2 separate regions of the Rattus norvegicus genome follow, and region 2 is linked to region 1. Evidence: chromatin contacts called from public Hi-C data. All regions are on one chromosome and are shown on one strand. Each heading gives the region's core, a stretch centred on a gene start, on an enhancer-like site or on the middle of the called end of the contact. The rest is flanking DNA. Distances are from core to core; before and after follow the strand shown. Region 1 overlaps LOC120094214 (a long non-coding RNA gene). Region 2 overlaps Sh3bgrl2 (SH3 domain binding glutamate-rich protein like 2).

Region 1 (7,197 bases), core at 1,537-4,036:
TTAAAAATCACTTTAAAAATGGGAAGATGATTTAAATAGACATTTCTTGGAATTTACTAATATGCACGGGCCTCTGAAGAGATGATCAGTGTTGTACTTATCGTTTCTATTGCCATGATGAAATGCCATGCCCAAAGCAACTTGGGAAGTAAAGGGTTTACTTGGCTTTCCAAATCACTGTTTATCAAAACAGGATGTCAGGACAAGAGCTCAAAGGGGGCAGGAACCTGGAGGCAGGAGCTAAAGCACAGGCCATGGAAGAGTGCTGCTTACTGGCTTGCTCCTCATGGCTTGTTTAACCTGCTTTCTTAAGGAACCTACACCCACCAGCCCATGGATGACACTACCCACCATGTGCTGGGCCCTCCCATGTCAGTCACTAATTAACATAATGTCCTGCAGGCTTGCCTACAGCCTGGTCTTATGGAGCCATTTCCTGGATTGAGGTTCCTGTCCTTTCACATGACTCCTGCTTGTGTCAAACTGACAGTCTCCATCATGACTCCTTCAGGAAAATGTGACTCTGAACCAAGGAAGGAAAAGGAAAGAGACAAGTGCAGGAGAGAGTGCAGAGAAATGTGAGCATTCACTGCTGGTGAAATGTGAAAATGCAGGCTTTGGGGGAAAATGTTCAGTCACTACTCAGAGAGTCCAGCATGGAGTTAGAACCCACCGGTTCCACTCCTGGCTCTAAACTGAAGAGGACAGAAAACACGTTCAGACAAAAAGGCGTGTCTGAGTTTTCGGAGTAGATTATCTCCTAATAATTCCCCAGTGGAACAGTCCGCATGTCTGTCATTGTGAAGAGATTAACAAATAAAGACTAGAAAGTGTAATAGTATCCAGGTGTAAAGAGGACTATCCTATCACGCATTGGAAGACACATATGGAAGCTACGTGTTCTTTCCATTTATGTACCATGCTGAGGCTAAAGGAACGCAGATTAGACTAGCTGCCAGAGCGGGGGAAGAACAAGGCAGGCGGTGACTCCTAATGGGTGGAGGGATCTATGGGGGGCGGTGAAATCTGAAATTGATGTGAGCGCAACCTTAAGTGTACTAACAGCTTACTGGCTTACAGTTCACAGGAAAATACGATTACCAGGCTATTGAAAACATTTGACTTAGAATCAGAAGACATGGATTTAAGACATTTGAGATGTGTCTATTTCATTTTTATGTATATGAACGGTTTTGCCCGCAGGTAGGTATGTGTAGATGGTTGTAAGATGTCAAATGGGTGCTGGGAACTGAACCTGATTCTTTCGCAAATGCCCTTAGCCACTGAGCCATCTCTCCAGCCTTTAAGATCTGAGGTACTCAAAGCTACTCCTTAGCAATTGTGTGAACCTAGTCAGGTGATTGAACATCTCTACCTATCAACTTACTCACCTCTACCACAGAGATAATTCTGTTGGACCAAGCTGTAGAGATCGAATGAAAGGCACCGTGAAATCAGCTAGTACAAGTGCCTAAAACACTATCCATCATGAACATCAGTAAACTTTGAAGGGGACAAGTACACATAAGCTTTAGAAGCAGGCTCAGGTAAAAAGAGGCCACAGGCTTCCCCTGAAAGGCAGTATGTTACAAAGATCAGGCTGATAATTGAACCATGCGGTCTAGTTCAATCTGGTTTTATGACTTACTGGCTATGTGTGTCTGAACACTTCAACCAATCTTTCTCTACCACAGTGTTTCCACAGATAAAGGGGAATAAAAGTAGTTTTTCTCTAGAGGCCATTATAAATCAATGACTGGACAAGATTGATAATATTGATTGAAATGAGAAGTAAGTGAACCACTAGTTTCTAGATGGTAGAAAGATGTTGTCCCATTCTCCTTTTGTCACTTGAGTCTTAGGGAGTAGATACATGCTGAGCTGAATGTCGTCTTCAATGGAGGAGAGAGGCTGCCAACCACTGCTGTGTCCATCTTACTCAGTTCTGTTTATATAAAGATTTTGAAAACATCAGTGCCATACCTTAGGAGCATTTTCTGTTGATTGTGGTTCTATTCTTGTGACAATATTTATTTAGCCTTCACTTTAGATTCACTTTAGATCTAGCCCCAACTTTTTCCTATAAATATACACTGTGATTTGTGATACCTTTCATTTTAGGTCATAAAGTACTAACTAGTGAACAGAGATAGTCCCTTAGAGATAGTCTACCTGGGCCTGGATTAATGGGCCTCATGAGTTCCTTGAAGTCTGGCCATAAACTTGGAAGATAGGTGAACCCCTCAGGTCATCTGACCCCTTTCTGATATGCCCTAAATCCTCCCTTAAAATATGACCAGGCAAGAGCTTCTCAGATTGACGAAAGGAGTTGTCAACCGAGAGCGAGCTGTACTGGTATATGACTAAAATGCCACTTATAAGATGGAGGCAGGAGGAGTTCAAGGCCAGCCTAGATGGTGTGATTCTCTCTCTCTCTCTCTCTCTCTCTCTCTCTCTCTCTCTCTCTCACACACACACACACACACACACACACACACACACACACACACACAGCCTATCACCAGTACAAGTATGAAAATTAGAAAGTACTATTTATTTCAATCTTAACAGTTTAAAAGGTGTGTTTATTTTTATTTGTATGTATGTATCTGTGTGTCTTTGTGAGTGCACATCTGTACAGGTGCCCACACAGGCCAGGAGAGGGCATCAGAACCACTAGAGCTGGAGTTACAAGCAATTCTGAGCCACCCAATGTGGGTGCTGGGCACTGAACCTGCTCTTCTGTAAGAGCAGTGTGTGCACCTAATCGCTGAGTCATCTTTCCAGCTCCACAGAGCACTCTTTAGCTGCTGAGTCACTGCCAGGCATTACTCCCATTCTGTTAGGGCTCCGGCATTTGAGTTTTATTTAAGTCAATTCTACTTTCTCAAGCACCTGAAAATGTTATCATGTTATGTGAAATACTGTCACTCATCCTCAGAGATTATGGTAGGACACACAGTTCTCTTTTTATATGTGCTGTATTTAAATAAGCCTTTCAAATTCAGATATTTGAGAAATAAGAGGTTTTCCAAAAACAATCACATTCAGGTTAAACATAGGAATGCCCAGGTTCTTGTTTCGAGCCTGCAAAAAACTGGCTTCTAAGTGCCTATACCAACACTTTTCTCCACCCCACCCCTGCCTCACAGTTGTATCCTATCTTCTGTGAGTTCATCCCAAACTCTAGATAAAACATATTATTCTGGGCAGAGCACTCCAGGATTACATCAGAGTCTGTCTTTCATATTGTTAATAAAAATATAATGTCTCAATATCAGGCATTTTGCAAGACACCAGGTCTTCATACATTAGTAAGATCAGTCTCCAAGAACTATGGGGCTTCAATTTCTAGTGGAGAAGCCAACACTCATTACATAGTAGCACAAAGAACGCACATTTGCATCAGCCATTGTACACTCCTAACCTCTTCCACACAAAACTCTGTGATTCCTCTAATGGATTTTTATTTCCAGGACTATTATCTCATGGCCCTAACAGATGTTAGCCATAAACAAACCCATAGAAACTAAGTTAACTTTCAGAGTAACATTTTTAAAGTATTATTCATCTGGTTGCCATAAAGTACCTGCCAAAAAAAATGACAATTTGGGTTTGGCATGATAAAGGTTTAGTTGCATTTCTAGTAAATAATTAACCATTTCTCAGGGCTTGTCTACTAATGTCTTTTGGACTGGAAGGTTATGGTCTGCCACACAAATGGTCGTGGGTACCTGAACAGCCAAATAGGTAGAATAGAGCTTTTCAGTGAATGGAGCATAGGAGAGGGGCTTTGTGTATAGAAATCACAGAGCTAGGGCAGACCCTGGAGATGATGTGAAATATTCTTGGTTTTAGAGATGAGTCTCCTTTGGATTCCAAAAATATCATTTCCTTTTTCTAAGACATTTGAGTGCCTCTAGAGTAAGAACTGAGACAGAATAAGGGGATTTTTAAAACAATCATTCAGCTGGCCATGGTGGCACACATTTCCAGTACATAAAAGATAGGAGCAGAAAGATGAGGAGTCCAAGAAAACCTTTAGCTATAGAGAGAGTCCCAGGCCATCCTGCCTTCTTGTTGTTGTTGTTGTTGCTGCTGCTGCTGTTGTTGATGATGATGATAACGATGACAATGACGATGACGATGACAGTAAAAAATTATTCTTTCACTTTACTTGAATTTAGTGTGAGCAATTGTAAATGAGTAATACTCTTACAAAGTGATTTACTCTTTCAACCTGTTGAAGTATGCTTATAACCCCAGCTATTCAAAATACTGAGGCAGGAAAATCACAATATAGGATGACCCAGGTAACTTAGAGAGACCCTGACCCAAAAGAAAATCACATGTTAAGTCTTAAGTTCAGTCTTCATTGCAGAAAAACAAACAAACAAAAAGGATAGTTTGACCATCAATCAATAAAACCACAGCTAGATTGAGGCCTATCTTCCAGAGCAACCACAACCCCAAAAGACATAACTCTTTGGCTTTGCTCTGAGAAGACAAGACAAGTCTTTGGTCATAGACCTTCCCAGGGTACAGTAAAGCTTGATATTAACTCATTAAAACTGAGATGAGATGGCACAAAAAAAAAAAACCTGTCAATCAACAAGTGCCTAAAGTGAGGCCTGCATTGGTCTAGGGCAGACCATGATCACTTCTGTTTATCACAGTAAGCTACCTTTCCTTGTGAGTCCCTTCTCACACTTCTGTGGACAAGATCCTCTGCCTCACTGGCCAGAAGCAGCAGAGCCAAGGTCTACAGACTGAAATCTCAGAAATGGTGAGTCAAAATCTTTCCTCGCTGTAGATGTTGAAGTCAGATGTATTGTCATGGCAATGAGAAAAGTAATTGTAGACTCGATGGCTCACCCTCTTGGCCAGCACCTCCCTCCTGAGGTGGTCTCCGGAGCTCGCTGGTTGAATCCAAATTGCATACATATTGAAAACTATTGAACCAGAGGGCCACCAATGGTTCAGGTGACAGAAAAGCTCCTCCAAACAACCAAAGTGCACAATTTGATCAGAAAGACACAGAGATACCACGACTGGAATGGGGGCTGGAGGAGGAGTGGTGTTGATGTTGAAAGGCGGTGGAAATAAAGAATGGTAGTATTCACCATGTCAAACCAGCATACATCAAAACTCATGAACTGGTACAAAAGCAGATGTGGGCATGTAGACGAAGGACATGAGGCATACACAGTCCTAGACAACCCATCAGGGTTTGGACTTGATTGAGGAAGAAATAAGAATTCCAGTGTCTTTCATTTGAAAGAAACAGGAATAACGTGGTTTCTGAGAGAAGGGGTTAGCAACAAACCAGGTCCCTCAATTAGCACATACTCCCTGTTTATTTAGTATGCGGGCCATCCAGACTATTCCATTAGGAGGTGATGGTTAGCTGTTCAGTTAAGGACATCACAATTATTAATATGAAATGCATACCAAGTATTCCAAATTATTAATGGTTGCAAGAGCTGTCATTTATTTTCAAATACCTTAACAAAAGTACATAATACACACACACACACACACACACACACACAGAAGTTTGGCATAATGTTGTTGGATCTCCCTTGGGTAAAAAAAGTATTTTTACACTATTTTCTGTGTATTTGTACATTTTCATAATAAAGATGAAGCTAAAAATGCTGTATTTTGTATGCTTCTTATAGAAGGACAAAGACAATAAACTAGCAATGCTTATTCTGTGCCGTCTGTGTGCCAATGGTTTTGGCCTAACTCAGGCTGGGGCTGTAGCTCAGTTGGTAGACTGCTTGGCTGGCATAAACAGAGCCGTGGGCTGGAGAGATGGCTCAGGGGTTAAGAGCACTCACTGCTCTTCCAGAGATCCTGAGTTCAATGCCCAGCAACTACATGGTGGCTCACAACCCTGTAATGGGCTCCAATGCCTTCTTCCGGTCTGTCTGAAGACAGCTACAGCGTTCTCATATAAATAAAATAAATAAATATTTTAAAAAGCCATACACACCAAAGCTCAGGTGAGCACAGGTTGCCACACCCCACACAAACTACCCCACACTGATATTCCACCTTTAGTGAGTTCTTATTGCAGAAGCATCATTTCATGTAATAATCAGTGGCCATGAATGAAATGGAATGGCTTTAATTAAGTTCTCGGCCCTTTCCAGCAAAGTTTCCAAATGGGGAATGGTTTGGAAAATGGGACTGTGCCTTTGAGCTCCTGCAGTCTGACTAACTCCAGGTATAAGCATTCTTGTTGGCACCTTTGTATGAGTAATGAATATTATGTGTATATGAGTGATATGAACGCTAATGGTCATGACAAATCTTACTGGTTTCCCTGTGTTAACAGATCTAGAGAGACCTGGAGACATGATATTGTCCAGTATCACTCAGTGAACAAACAGTGGAAGCAGAATTTGAACTCTGACATGCCGCTGCAGAACCTGTGTAGTTGATAAGAAAAGAAATGTAGTTTGGAAATATAAGTGATGAGAATTCCTTGGTAGGTAGAGCCAGGGAGTGAGTGCTGGAGGTTCAGTCCTGTCTTCTTGGCCCTCTAACCAGCATTCAGAGTAATGACACATTTTCAGAATGAGACACTAAGCACAGAAGTATCTTGCTCCCTGCAGGAGAGATTCAGCGGTATTAGCAGTGTACACGCTGTTTTCCAAGGCCATTAAGTGGACTAATGAATTTTACAAAGAAACCCAAGAGCTTGAAGAGAGTGGGCCTCTTCATTAACCCTTCCCTCACCCGAGTAGCCAGACCCCCACATTGTCTGAACATGCTCGTTCATAACAAACTTGCTCTAAGATTCCAGTGGCCTGGGAAAATGCTTGAAAGGGGAGCAGCCCTGCACCTCTCTCCACTAATTGATAGTTGACAATAGTCCAAATCTAAATGGCCTGGGCTTCAGAATTGCAAAACAGTGTGGTGGAATTATCATGCCCAAGAGAAATTATATGAGGTAAGACCCATCCAATTATCACCGTTTCTATTTTTCTTCCCTTTTGTGAAATCCAAAGTGCTTCGGCCCGAGAGTTCTCAATTTAACTGACAGCGGGTTTCAAGACTTTGCAAGCCGTTTGATAATCATTCTAAACTGACTAGCTGAATCTGCATCGCAGAATAATGTTACGAAATCCACACAAACGCATTCTCTGCACATGCAAAAGGAGTGAGAATGGCCCAACGCAGTAGCCA
Region 2 (7,197 bases), core at 3,008-5,507, 500 kb before region 1:
ATATACAGCATGATACATCACACACACACAGCATGATACATCATACACAGATACACATTCACACACACATCATACACACATACACACACAGAATACATCTCTCTCTCTCTCTCTCTCTCTCACACACACACACACACACACACACACACACACACACACACTTTCAGGCCTTGCCTGCATACCTTATTTGGAGTCTTTTTTCCTTTTGCTATGTAGTACAAATGACCATGTATGTGATCCCAAGTCCACAAGCAAATCACAAAAAAATGTAAATTATAACATACAGAAAATAGTACCAATAAAGAGCCACTTGCCCAAGTCACTAATAAGCAGTTATTATTACTGGAAAAACCTTACAGAGAACCGATCTTGACCAACGTTTACCCTCCGCACTTAGCTGAAGGTTTGTCACCTGAGGGAGACACCTCCTTGACGTCACTGTGTGGGTCTGATACAACCCTTGCAGCTGTCTAGATTCCAGCCGTGTTTTGTTTGCACTTACTGCAGATGCAATTATTTGCACACTGGGGTTTGAGTGAAGCTGCACTAGGAGACCTGGTCACACTGGCCTCTTTCATTAACAGGCAGCATGGTGCCCTAGGTGAGTCCTGACTAGGGAAAGTATTTTGCTGTTGGTCAGAAGTTGTCCACAGTTGTGAATGCTATAGTCACCGTAGCAGCTAAACTCGTTTGCAGAATCATTCTGGGCAGGCTGGATAGCCTGCCAATATTCTGCTCCTCGCCCACGATTAGGATGCTGGAATGGTAATGAACATTTACTAGGACAGCTGTGGGATTACTCAGGTTCCCATGTTGGAGACGGGGATGCTCCTGCCACATCTTGTCACCCTTGCTAGCTGGTGCCCACATTTCTGAGAGCACATCAACAGTGATTTATCACAACAATGGGAAGCAAGACGAGAGGGTAGACCCTTGGCTGGCAAACTGCTGGCCTTTAGGCATGATGATCGTCTTTGGCATCTGTCATGGAGCCAGGCTTCAGACTGCCCCAGCCCCAAATCTCTGAGATCTACTAATGTGATTTCATTTGTGCGCGACATGAACTAGATCAGCAGGGAGGAAAACCAGAGAACTTAAGCAGATGAAAGAAGTGGGATCATAACATTAGTAACATAAAGCTGATTTAACAAGAGTATTTATCTTGAACACGTTGCTCTGTCCACCCAAGAAAGGAAAATTGCACACAGGTACGCAGTTCATTCACATGGCAGATTATGGCCCCAAAGCAACAGGACGAGGAGCTGAATAGAATGCAAAGGCTGGCGTCTCTCAGTCCTGCAAGAGCTAATTCATTTACTACAGAGAAGACTCCCAAAGTAATGAAAAGAAGAAAAATACATCACTCAATTATTTTAATGGCAAGAATACTACAGGTTTACCTAAAAGTTAGTGTTCTAAGAGAATAGCAAAAACTACTTTAAAACCCTGGGCAGGTTTGTTTTAATCTCTGGCACTACCACCAGAAAGAAATGTCTAAAAGGCAGATTATCCATATACTTTTGTTTTTTAACTTTGCAAATAAAGGACTCACATCCCAGGAACATTCACCACAGTTCTGAAGATTATAGCTGGCGTCTGAGTGAGTGAGTCATTACTTCCCCCCTTGAAAACAGAAAATACAAATGCCATCGTGACCTAGTTCTGACACAGGACAACTCCAGACATGAGCTCAGTTAGATAACAGGAAACAGGAGGCTGCAGAGAGAGAGGTCACACATTCTGACAACACATGGCACAGCCATGTCCAGGAGAAGACACTTCCTTCACTATTAAAAAAAAAAGCTACAGGAGCAAAAGGCAGAATGAAAAAGTCATTTTGGCATCTGTATCAGAAAATTATGCTCCCAAAGATGTTTGCAGTTTCCTTCAGTATTAAAAATGGAGGACTTTCCTCAAGACCTAAAAATATTCCAAATGCATTTATTTCTCTATTGTAAACTCAGGCAGGAGTGTGAAGAACAGTGCTGTCCAGCAGGGCAATAATGAAAACCAAACGTTAAACCTAAAATATCCCAGGGGCCACACTTACGGGAACAAGAGATCATTTTAATACTCAATATATTCAGACTGTTTTAATGTATAAATGATATGAAAATTATCCACAAGCTCATTTGAGTGTTTACAATAAGTATAAAATCTGGAATATCTTTACACTCAAACCACGTCACAAACCTGGGTAGGCACCCTTCAAGGGCTCTGACCCACGGGGCTTGCTGGTTGGTGGACAGCAGCATTCTGAACTAGAGCTTCATTCTGTTTAACGCTGGTGAACACTGGCACTTGCTTTAAAGCTTCTTCAGGGGAAGGTTTGGGTATAATGATTTTTATTATGGGGCCCTATATTACGTATAGTAGTGTAGATACCTGTTTTATAAAGGGACCTCAATTTTATTCTATTCATGATAACAGTTGTTAAAACACTTTAAAATGCCAGTGTCATCTACTGAAACAGTTCCTTAGAGGGACGAGAGCCAGTCCCCTGCAGTTCTACACACGTGGAAACCCTTGCTTCTCACTGGGCTATGCCTAGCACCACCTGGATCTTTTCTCCGCCTGGGGACTCCCCCAGTCTGAGCTCAAGCACCTTGTCTAAGAGTTTTCTGCTTTCTTTTAAGTGCCACACCTTGTTTGGCCATGGCTCCAAGCCCACTGTATGTTGATCTCCTAAGCAAACAGGTATACGTGAGCATAAAGTCTGCATAAAGATTTTCGCTTGGTGAAATCCAGTAAAGCAAACTGAGGCAGAGCATAAATCCAATTGATTTCCTGCCAAACAAGGCAGGAAAGTGATGAACCTTATGGCACCTTCAGAGACAGTCTCCTAGAGACGTCCCCAGCACTTCTCATGGCAGACAGACAGGCTGTCAATCAACATACTTAGCTTTATTCCCTAAAAACAGAATAAACTTTCATGTGCATTTCACATTTCAGGAAAAGGCTTCAGAGGACTGTTTATTCCTGGTTTCTCTTCGCTTTAAGAAGTAACTCATGGGCTAGAAGTATGTCTCGGAGGTAGAATATTTCCTTCATATATGCAAGGCCTTGGGTTCCATCCCCAGGAATACAGAGCACTCCAGTAACTAAAACATAGCCAAATATCCAAGTAGCACAGAAGTTTGACACAGGAGCCCCATAATAAACATGTTTGATTTACTAATGATTTAAAAAAAAAGGCCAAATGAAACCACAAGATATCATCTTACATTAGATGCTGGGTATAGATTTGTCTAACAATCACACAGGTTGTTCGTGATTAGCAGTCATAAAAATGTTAGCATTCTGGTGGGAGGTATATACTGGTACCATAGCTCGAGAAAGCAATCGGTCTCTGTCCTTAAAGCTAATGCGTGTTCTTTCTGTACAACCAGCAATACGACTTAAGGTGTGGCTTCACTTTTGGGTAAGAAATCTCTTACTTATACCAGAAGTCAAATGAAAGAATATTCACACCAATGTTCAACTGTCAACAGTTGGAGAAAAAAATGTTATCTAGTCACACATTAGAATAATGATTAACAACAAGAGTTCCCATTGTGAGAAGCAAAAATAAAACTGTATCTGGTTTAATTCTGTTTATTTTTCTTTAAGAATACATACATGGGGACAAAATGAAAAGGGCAGGAAGACTTCAATCCACACAAATACAGGGTGAGGCTTTCTATATTCAACAGGGAGACAGAGGTGAGGATGGGGCGCAGGGGGTGCCTTGGGAGAATGGCAGTGAGGGAGGCAGGAGGCAGATGGGGGTTATTATTATCACTCTATACTTCAGTAGATATGTATGCATGTATCTTCAGTACCTATGTATGTGTGTGTATGTATGTATGTATGTATATTAGTCCATAGCATGTATAAGATCTAAAAAGTCAGGATGGTTTAGTAAGAAGAAACCATTAACCTTTCTGGGGATGGGCCGTACCAGTGCTGACAACTTACCTGGCCCGCCACTGACCACGGCTGTACCGGATGTTCCCATCTGCTCGCCTCATCCTCCTGTACTGCTTAGACAGGACTTATCACACTGAGAGGGCTTAATTCATGCTGGCAGGAAAGACAGCCTTGCTAATCTGGCCTGTGTGTCTAGAACTAAGAAGCACTCCCTTTGGAATCTAGGTCACAAACAGGCAGGGCTATCTGCTGATTTGGTTTCATGAGCAGACATATTTCTGTCCGCTTACAGCTTGTTGCCTTTGACCCCTCCCCCACACCCCATCTGTCCTGGGGTTTAAGTTCTGCAACTGCTTCTTGGTGACTTCGGCGTTGGACCCCACCTTCAGAAACATGGCTTCCAGGGAAGTCTTCTGCTTCCAAATGTGGCTCCAAAGGAAGGTCATGCGAGCGAAATTATGGCCACCCCAGTGTTTTCTGCAACCAGTAAGGAACAAACGGCTAGTGGCTTCAGTGTGCCTGGAAGAACACAGGATACACCTAGGCCAGCGGCTGAGGAGCCCCACCTTAGTCCTGGGCGGCCAGAGAGGGCTCTGTTCTCTTCCCAGTGTGCCCAGGCAAAACCACAAGCATTCTTCTCAAGTGAGTCGCTGCAGGAGCTCTGGCCTGTAACAGTCTAACCCTTTCACGGATGGGAGCAAAAGCTCAGGTTCCTAACACAACAGGAAGGATCTAAGGTAACTCAGGAATAAAAGTTGGAAAAGGAGAGGGAATGGGAAGAAACAACTCCAGTTTTAAAATGCATGTTTTCTGGAATTTATTCTCCCTTGAGAGACAAACACAAACGAACTGAGGTAAAAAAAACAATGACACAGACTGAAGTGGACCCAGACACTTGGGGACATGTCTATATAAAAGGTATTTCTAGAAAAAAAAAAAAACCACAATAAAATCAAATGAGCCAAACAAAACATAAGAAGCCTTTGGTACCTTTCAATAACAAAAGAGAAACATATTTAGATGATTAAATTCACACAATATGAAAATGAAATATTGGGTTAACTTCATAAAGCAGAAAAGGAGAGCCTAAAGAATATTAGCATCCAAGGGCAAAACTTCCTTTTTCTCCTCTTTGATTTTAATAAACCCCCAGAATTTGGCAAAGAATTTCCTGAACTTAAATTGTCTTCTGGTCTGCAGATACCTAGCAGTATGGCGTTTCCCACTCACCTGATGTTCAAATGGCACTGTCTGGTCATGAGCAGCACACTTCCTTTGTCCCACAAGCCTACAGGAAGTCAACACTACGCCTTGAAAGCTACTGGCCTTCCAGTCATGTCTGCACTTCTTTGCTAGGCTTTGAAGACGGTGGCGACTCAATCTAAAGGCAAGCTAACTAAAGGGAATCAGAAGAGCGCTATTTCAGCAGCATGTGATTCTAGCGCTTGGGAGGCAGAAGCAGAAGTGGGTTCCAGGTCTACGTAGCAAGACTGTCTCAAACAACAACCAACAGAGAGAGGGAAAGGAAGAAGGGGAGGGGAGAAGTCAGTCAGACCGGCAGACTGGAAATCATATAAGACCCAGCACGCTCTGCACACACTGTTGTCTGGGAACTGTGGTGACTCCATACTGGGCTTCTGGACACTAAAACAAGTCACTACCTCTAATCTCATTTCTCTTGCTGAGTCCCCAGTGCTCCCCAGAAGAATGGTGGTGGAAATGATAGTAGCTGTGACAGCCATTCTAAGAACACCATCTATTCAGTGCGCTTAACACAGTCATAGTAGCTATGGTATGGACAATTAAAAAGTTACATGACAAATCTTAGTAGCTTTCTCCATTTCCTCAACACTGTAAGGTTACTGCTCCTACAACTGAAACATGCTAAGATTTCACTTTGCCAAACTGTTATTGGCACTCACTGGCAAGAGTAGACTCGATGTAAGTAAGTAGATCGATATAACCTGGGTTGATTTCACAAGACAATTTAAAAACATTCCTCAGAAGACTCACAAATTCAAGCACAATATCCAGTTAGAGGAGGAAAAACAAAACACAAAAACAAAACCCTGGAACCTCCCCGGGATTTACCAAATGGAATTTTTCCTGGATCTTGTTTAATACCGGTCAGCCACTAATACCCACAACTTGACAAGCTTTCCTTGGACAGAAAATTGTGCACCGGTCATTTGGTCATTCATAAAGGAAGCTGTCCTCCTCTCTTCTTGATGCAACAGGATCTCAGCTTCAGCATGCGGAGCAGAGCACGTTCAGCAAAGCTTGAGGTGGGCTGGCAAAGGGGGCCGCTTGTTTGACCTTTCAATTTCGCAAACATTTCCTTCTCAGAATCAGAGCGAGAGGCCAGCACCACCCTGCTAGGACTAGGCCGAGATTTCAATCAGCCTCTTTCCTGTTCAAGGCCATCCCTATGTGCGAAACTAACTCTAAATATGCCATGATCCCGGCGAGTGAAAATCACACGTCAGTGTTCACCCAGGGGGAGCAGGGACTTTGCCTCCCAAAGACATTCAGGACCATGCTCTAGACAGCCCTTCCTGTCTGTGCTGCTTGAAGTCTCACTTGTGCTCAAGAGTGCAAGAGTGCCTATCTGTGTTATTCTGAAAAGCCCAAGTCTGTGAGCTGGACTGAAATAGAACTAGGAGGGTAGAGACTAAGGTAGGTAACATGGGAAGTCACACGAGGCAGCCAGCCTGGTGTCTCTTTCCTTTCCACTGTACTGGAGCTGAGTGCAGAATCTGTGTGTGCTATGCATTGTTCTACCGCTGAGCCCCAGCCCCGGCAGGACTGGCGTCAATGGCTCACAAAATATATCTAACCAAGCATTTCCTTTCTCCAAAAATATAATCCCTTCACAAAATAGAACCAGCAGCTGTTACTTTGGGGAGCTGCATTTAAAAATATATGTGCATGTGTGTGCAAGCAAACTACAAGAGCTGAAAACGCTTCTGCACACTGACAGAGCAAACTCTATTAACTTACTATATGAGCGGTGCACCTCTCAAAATAGACCTCTCAAGGAGGCTTATGCATACAGTGAAACTTCCCCCTTGCAAGATATAAAGAAGGAGACATTTTCCAAAGCAGCAATTCTTTTCTGCCTTGTAACTTGGCTGTGATCATTAGATCTTGCAATGGTGGTTTTGGAAGCACCTGGAGAATATACAGAAGTGAGGGTCTCCACTACAGAACGGAGTTGAGAGCATCTAGCTTTTCCAGCAGGCGTTAAGTAGCAGAGTAGTGACATTTGTGACGCTACCACAAGAACCC

Evidence for each region. Hi-C and Micro-C count contacts between places; a contact is called where the count stands out from the background.
Region 2: a Hi-C map of the A7r5 cell line shows a contact between it and region 1, with 4 times the contacts expected there. The contact joins two enhancer-like sites. A contact is called at or near these places in 2 of 12 Hi-C or Micro-C datasets (the A7r5 cell line and Schwann cells).

Annotation. Positions count from the first base shown.
Region 1 is chr8:92,892,115-92,899,311 of GRCr8, reverse strand. LOC120094214 (a long non-coding RNA gene) reads right to left here. Exons shown (of 3, transcript XR_005488340.2): 3 at 7,081-7,197. Among named protein-coding and RNA genes, the nearest start is that of Hmgn3, 43 kb to the left of the region's middle. Within about 2 kb of position 2,786, at least 5 of the 93 cell types and tissues checked have an H3K27ac peak or open chromatin away from gene starts, as enhancers often do. A contact at or near this core is called in the A7r5 cell line, where this site is marked.
Region 2 is chr8:93,391,196-93,398,392 of GRCr8, reverse strand. Sh3bgrl2 (SH3 domain binding glutamate-rich protein like 2) reads right to left here. Exons shown (of 4, transcript NM_001389250.1): 4 at 3,579-7,197. Among named protein-coding and RNA genes, the nearest start is that of Sh3bgrl2, 54 kb to the right of the region's middle. Within about 2 kb of position 4,257, at least 8 of the 93 cell types and tissues checked have an H3K27ac peak or open chromatin away from gene starts, as enhancers often do. A contact at or near this core is called in the A7r5 cell line, where this site is marked.